2 separate regions of the Sus scrofa genome follow, and region 2 is linked to region 1. Evidence: chromatin contacts called from public Hi-C data. All regions are on one chromosome and are shown on one strand. Each heading gives the region's core, a stretch centred on a gene start, on an enhancer-like site or on the middle of the called end of the contact. The rest is flanking DNA. Distances are from core to core; before and after follow the strand shown. Region 1 holds the start of GPRC5C (G-protein coupled receptor family C group 5 member C). Region 2 holds the start of TTYH2 (protein tweety homolog 2).

What was found. Hi-C and Micro-C count contacts between places; a contact is called where the count stands out from the background.
Region 2: a Hi-C map of liver shows a contact between it and region 1, with 4 times the contacts expected there. The contact joins the promoter of TTYH2 here to the promoter of GPRC5C in region 1. A contact is called at or near these places in 3 of 47 Hi-C or Micro-C datasets (liver and skeletal muscle) and 1 of 2 datasets of contacts at active chromatin or transcription factors (alveolar macrophages).

What each region holds. Positions count from the first base shown.
Region 1 is chr12:6,713,362-6,716,791 of Sscrofa11.1, forward strand. GPRC5C (G-protein coupled receptor family C group 5 member C) reads right to left here and starts at 1,918. Exons shown (of 6, transcript XM_021068072.1): 1 at 1,627-1,918; 2 at 1,226-1,489. The coding sequence starts at 1,918.
Region 2 is chr12:6,879,818-6,883,247 of Sscrofa11.1, forward strand. It overlaps TTYH2 (protein tweety homolog 2), which reads right to left and starts at 1,745. Exons shown (of 16, transcript XM_021066683.1): 1 at 1,572-1,745; 2 at 610-700; 3 at 436-491. The coding sequence starts at 1,730.

The sequences.
Region 1 (3,430 bases), core at 668-3,167:
TGCCATGACCCCTTAAAGGCCCCTCTCAGAGGCACTGAAGGTCACCCAAAGAGGCCAGAGAGCGTGCTCCTTCCTCCCCCGTCTGCCAACACTTAGCTGCCGGTGAAGACAGACAGACCCACCACTGAGAGCCTCCCCACCTCCTCCCCTTCTCCCATCCATCTCCTTCTTTCTCTCCCCCCTCCAGGTTAGGTCCTGTCATCTAACCAACTCTGCTCTCGGGGCTCTGGTGTTTAAACCAACCAATAAGAAGAGAGGTGCCTGTAAGGAGCTACCTCTGGGGTGGGGAGGGGAGTTAGAGGGCTTCCTGGAATCCCAGCCTAGATCTTCACACCGACGGTGGGCATTTGGCCCCCAATTCCCTGAGCATTCTCAAACTCTTGGGTCTTCAAACCAAGGTCCCGATCTTAGCCTCTCGGGAAGGCGCACCATTCCCCTCCTGCCACTCCACCCCACCCCACCCCACCCCCCGGCCACAAATAAAGGCAGAGAGAGAACTGGCAGGAGCACAAAAGCCAATTTCAACATATTCTGGTCCCCCTGCTTCAGGATCAAGACCGTGGAGGGGTTTTGCTGGGTTTAAAACTGCAGGGGGTCTAGGGGTGGAGGGAAGCAATTCAACCCCCGCGGCTGGGAAGGGCAGGAAACTCCGCGGGGGGCGGGGAGGAGCGGGGAAAGGAAAGGCATCTGGAAGCCACGCTGCCAAGAGTAAAGGGTCTTTGACCGAAACTGCGAACTTCTCGAAGGCAAATTCTGAGCCCTCCCCTCCCTACTCCGCCCCGGTGCTGGGATCTACTCCCACGCGCGTCTGGATGGCGGAGAGCAGGGGAGCCAGCCTCCCCCATTTCCTCTGACCACAGAAACCTGCCCTCCTCAACCAAGGTAGCGGCCAGCAGAGAGGACGCCAGCCCCCTGGTCGCTATTGACCGTGGACTCGCGCAGAGAGGCGCGGAGGCTGGGGAGGGCAGTCCTTGGAGACCCTGATGGTGCAGCTCTCCCTCGCCGCCAACGCGGAGCCGCAGCGCCGGGCTTCCCACACCCCTAGTCCCCAGCCCGCTCGTGTTCGGAAAGTTTCTGAGACCGAGCGGAGTAGGATCGGCGTCCTCCGCCCCCGGGTTCTCCACCCCTGGGGCCTCTACCTTCGCCCACTCCCCACCAGTCCGACCCGACCCTACTCTTCCGGGCGGCCAAGGCGAGGGCGGAGCGGGAAGGCAACAGCCCTTACCTGGGACGCGCCGCCTGCCCAGCTCCGGCGCGGCGTTTGGGGCCAACTCCAGGCGGGGCGCACGCAGGGGTGGGAGGGACTCCGGGTAGGGCGCGGGGCCAGGCCCAGCCGGGACCTGGAGTGGCGGGGCCCCGGCAGGGGATCGGGGCGCACGGCCTGCCTCTCCGCGGGACCCGGGCTGAGCTGGCCTCGCTCCGTCGCTTGCTCTCGCGCTGGCCTCTCCCCAAGCTCGGCTCCTTTCTCTCAGCGAGGGTGGGCCGGCGTCTGCATCACCGTGACATCACCTCCATTCAGGCGCTTATCGGGCGCCCGCAGCGCTCCAGGTACGTGCGATCCGCTTACACAGTAACAAAGCCCGGCCAGCCCTCCTCCCACGCCACCCCACCCCACCCCCGACTCACCTCCGGGCTGCGGACGAGTCGCACTTTCCGGCTTCGGAGGGAGATCGGAGTTTCTGGCCAAGCTGGCTTGTGGGTTGTTGCTGTTTACTGCCACGCCCCCGCACGCGGGCGCGCGCACACACTCACGCGCACTCACTTTCTGGACTCGGCTTTCTCTCTGGAAAGCGGTTTGGGGTGCCGCCCAGCACACCTCGCGGGCGGGCTCTCCCTCTCCGCACGTCCCAGTGCGCGCACGCAGACACGCGCGGGGGCCACCTTGGTGCGTCTCTCCGTGGCGGACTCCTAGTCTTTGTCACCTTGGTCCTGGCTCTCCCGTGAGACACACGCGGGCCACAGTTCGCTGCTCCGGGCTAGAGCGAGACCCACACGCAGACACGAAGTCTGTTTGTGTCACGCTTTCTGTGCCCCCTCCCCTCCCCGACTTTGCACACGTGGACACACACACACAGAGTGTCCGCCTCTTGCACGTCCGATCCTTCCCCGGCACTCGGTCACCAAGTTTGTGTGGGATCGCCCCTGCGCGCGCCCCTAGCACTGCCGTGGGCCGGGCACAGAATCACTCAGGACACTGGGCAGAAGTCGCCCTAGGTCCGACCGCCCGGCGCCTGAGTTTCCTGCGATCGCCCCGACACCTTAGCGCGCGCTCTCCTCCCCGCGCCCCCGTTCCCTGTTCCGACTTGTCCTAATTAGCCTTCACGATTCTGTTCCCCGAGGTACAGCGTTTAAACCGGCTCCCGCGGTCTCTGCGCTCTGGGACACATCGGCCTGACAGCGAGTCCTGATCCCCCCGCCGCCTGGGGACTTTTCCACGAGTTCGGGTACCCCCTCCCCATGCCCCACCCTCACCACCTATCCCCGGGTGGATCAGCGAGTTGCCACCCTTTCCCCTCCGGCTCCAGGATCAGCAGAGGGGGAACTGCCGAAAAGGGGAAGCGAATCCAAGCTGGGATCGCTCCCGCCCAGTAAACAAGAGATTTTCCGGCCGCCTTCCCCGGGGGCCGCAGGCTCCGCGGGAGGTGGGCTGCGCTGTCCGGGGGCGCCCAGCGGGGCCTAGTTAGCTAGCGCCGGAGGCCCGGAGGGGCTGCGGCATACCGAGAAGGGAGAGGTTGCTGGGCCTGGCTGGGGCCCAGGGGACGCGAAGGGAGGGCAGAGCGCCGGGTCTCTGGGGTGCTGGTTCTCGTGACGCCGAGTTGCCTGGGGGATCGCCAGCAGCGCGCAGTTGGGGCCAGCCGGTGGCGGGGCGGGCAGCTGGGCATGTGAGCCGGGAGCACCCGGGAGGGGGCCGGGAATCCAGGGGGCGGGGGTGGTGGCGGCTGGTCACGGGCGAGGGGGTTGCAAGGTGGAGGGAGGGCGCCGGGAGGGGAGGGGTACCTCCCGGGCAGTTTGTTTGCGTGTCTCAGTCTATGACAACCAGAAGTCAAACTCAATGAATCACCGGGAGCTGCCAGAGCGATAAACCCCAGGCCGGCTCCTCCCCTCGCAGGCCAGCTTTTCGGACTCCTGGAGGCAAGGTTTGCTTAGCGGCCAGAACTGGCTTTGGGGCCCTGGTTTTCTAGAACTCTGTACCTCTTCCTGCGCCTGGCCCTCGCTGGCTGGCCTGGGAAATGTGGTGAAAGACTGAATTGTTTCAGTTCTTTTCAATATTAAGAGGAAGAGCAGGAGTTCCCATTGTGACTGGTGGGTTAGGAATCCTTAGTATCCAGGAGGATGCCGGTTCAATCCCTGGCTTCGCTCAGTGAGTTAAGCCTCTGGCTCTTGCAGCAAGCCGGGGTGTAGACTGAAGATGTGGCTCCAGTCTGGGGTT
Region 2 (3,430 bases), core at 495-2,994, 170 kb after region 1:
TGTGTGTGTGGCGGGGGCGTGTGGAGAGCGGCGGGCTGGGGATGGGGGAAGGGGTGGTGCGGGGACACGGGGCGCCGGCCGTGGCCCGGGTCGGGGGCGGCGCGGACTCACCTCCTGGTAACTCTCATCGCGGGGCCTGAAGGTGCTGTCCACCGGCTGCAGGCGCAGACCCAGGTGCGGGACGCTGTGCAGCCACACGACCCACCAGGGCGCGATGTACTCCACGCGCGCCGCGGGCATGGCTCTGCCGGAGTGCGCCCGCCCGCTGCGGCCGCCGCCGCCGCCGCCGTCGCCTGCTGGCCCGGGACGCGCGCCCGCCCCGCCCCAGGCCCCGCCCCTGCCCCAGGCCCCGCCCGGCCCCGGACTGGGCCCCGCCCCCTAAGCGCGCGCCCGCCCGGGCCCCCTCCTGGATCCGGCCCCTCGCCCTGGGCTCACCCTAGGGCTACGAAGGGTCGCGCCCAAGAACCCGAAGCCTTCTTTTGGTCTGGAATCTGTCCCGGCCCCACGGACGAAAGAGGTGGAAAGAGAAGTGAAAACAGCTCTCAGAATCTGTCTCTTAACAGCAGTCTCCAGATCCCCGGGCTTCTGGTTACTTCTCAAATCAAGCACCATAGTGTCTGTGAGGACGGTGGGCAGTGGTGGCACGAGGGAGGCGAGGCCGGCCGCTGCTAGCGCTTTTAGAGGCTAGTGAACTGACAGACTGGGGACGGAAGGGAGCAACGCTCAGTCCCCGAGTCACTGGTTCTAAATTCAGTCTCAACCGTGATGGAGCGTCCCACTCTATAAACCAGGTGCACTCAAAGACTTGGTCCTGCCCTGGGAGCGCCCAATCCATCTGCCCAAACAACTAATGGGTGTCGCCTGGAAAGCCATGGGGATTGAGAAAGGCAGCCGATTCTTCCTAGCCGGCGGCACGGGGCGGGCCCCCTGGGGCAGAGACCCGGGAGGTGTCTCGAGGGGAAAGGCGGGGAAGGGCGAGAGGTCTCAGGGAGGCGCCAGAGCCGTCAACACAAGTTTCCTGAGCGCCTACTCTGTGCCGGACTCTGTTCTATCCGTGAACGCAAGCGGCCAGAATCTCTCGAGGGAAGAGGACCTCATTTTAGGGGTGGATGGTAGCAGTCCCCATGTGAAGACAGAAACCGCGCTAAGTTAGCGGTGCTCTGGAGAAAAGCAGAGCAGGGTCCGCGCACCAGGCGGCGGCGGGGATACCGGGTGGGGGTGTAGGCCCGGGCCCGATGGAGCCTGGGGGCAGATCGCACTCTCCGAGGCGGAGGTCTTGCGACCCAAACAGCGTGCCGGGAAGGCGGGACGCGAGGGGGCGGGAAGGGGGTGGTTAAGGTTTGGGACAGGGTCCAGGGGAGGATAAAGGGCCGCCTGAGGTTGGTGAGATGGGAGTGGGGGAGTTAAGGAGACCTGACGGGATCCGCCTTGGGTTGCAAACAGTCGCAAGTGGTAGCGAGGGGGCATAGAGACACGGGCGGAAGACGCCCGTGAGAAAAGAAACCCCAGAGACTTCAGGACTTCTGGCTTGGAGGAGGCGGAACTTGCGGGTGAAATGCCAGCAAACATACTTGGCTGCTAGAGGGGGACAGACGCCAGACGTCCCTTCTTCTCTCAGAGATCCAGGTGTGGGAGGTGGAGTCTGTTCTGCGGCCGAGGCCTCTCTTCCGGGCGGTCACAGTCCGGGTCAAGGTTCCCTGCGCCTCGCGGCGGCTGTCCCATCTGCGCATGCCTGCCCAAAGCCCAGGCGCCCGGCGGGGCAAGGACGCTGGAGGGCGCTGTCCCTCTCACAGGGGTCTTCAGCAAATTTTGAACATCTCTGTTCTAAGGGGTATAGCGATAACCAAAACATGCACGTCCCTGCCGGCGTGGGGTCTGACGTTTAATAGGGGAGGGGAGGCAGCTTTTATCCCATACGGTGATGAACTACAACCCCCCTTAAGTGCTTTCAAGGGCCCAGTATGTAAAGGGGGGCGAGGTCTGGGGGGCGGGGATGTTTCCTAAAGAATGGCCCAAGAGCTAATAGCTGAGGGCTGGGGGAGGATGGATTCTGAGCATGGGGGTACAGACAGTACACTGTGACATCGGAGACCAAGGTCTGCAAGGAGCAGAAGGGGAATCAGGAAGTGCAAACCCCGGGGTGAGGGGAGTGACAAGGAGGCGGGGAAACTACACAGAAAGACAGATCAGGGGCTGGCTGCCAGGGGCTGCAGTGCAAGAGGGAACTTTGGGGTGATGGTAATATTTTCTCTGGATTGCTGTGGTGGTTACACAGCTGTAATGTCCAACTATGCAGAACTGTGTACCCAAAGGAGCGAGTTTCACTGAATTATATCTCAATTAGCCTTACTTTATTTTTGGCTGCTCCTGCGGCAGGCAGAAGTTCCCAGGCCAAGGATCTCACCAGAGCCACAGCAGTGACGCCAAATCCTTTACTGCTAAGCCACCAGGGAACTCCAGCCTTACTTTAAAATAAATACATTAAAAAAAAAAAGGAAAGACGCTGGCAAGGTAAGCCTGGGTCACCTGGCCCCACAGGCCCTGGGAAGGGTTTTGGTCTTGAACCAGTCGGGCTGGTAGCTGAGCAAAATGGACCTGAAGCGATTCCACTGGGCCCTTAATGGGCACTGATAAACAGCATGACCATGCAGCCCCGGGACCTCGGGGCTAGGCACTGCCTGGTGCCATGTACAAGCTCCCCTCTGTGCCCCCCTCCTTCTCAACAGCACAGGCTGCAGCTGCTGAGCCCGGCCATGGGCCACGGGCCACAGGCCACACACCAAGCCGGAAGTTATGAGGATTTGGCATTCCTCTAGGAAGATTAGATCAAATGCCAACGCATTACAGAAGGGAGGAGAGGGGTCTGCCTGCAGGGAAGTGGCAGGAGCCAGCCCTGACCCCGGAGGGAGGGGGGCCTGCACCCCACAGGTAAAGACAGAGACTGCCTGGAAAAGCTCACCTTCAGGGCCACCTGCAGCCACAGGGTGCAGCTTGGAACACACAAACCTGCTTGGCCAGTCTGCGACCAGCTAGCCAGTGACCATCTTAGCTGCTTCCCCAGGGGCCTGCTGACTTAGACAAGTGGCCAGTGAAGCAAAGAAGCAGAACAGAAACGTGAGGCCTCCCCAGGACTCGTTAAGGGGTTGAAGTGAACAGCAGTCCCGCCCGCACCCCACCCGCGGTGGGAACCAGCTCATCCAGGCTGGCCAGCTGGCCTCAACAGGGCTTAAAAACATACCCAGGCCTCAAACCAACCACGCATAATCTCTGGAATCAGCCCTGGCCACCACCGTGGACTTTTTGTGTCCCAAATGACTGGGAGGCAGAGACCAGAGCTAAGAAGCAGGGCATGAAAGGATGCCTTCTGAAGCGCCTGCAGGGTTTGTATCCTAGGAGCCAGGGCTGGTTTCTGAACAATGTGCTGGGACAA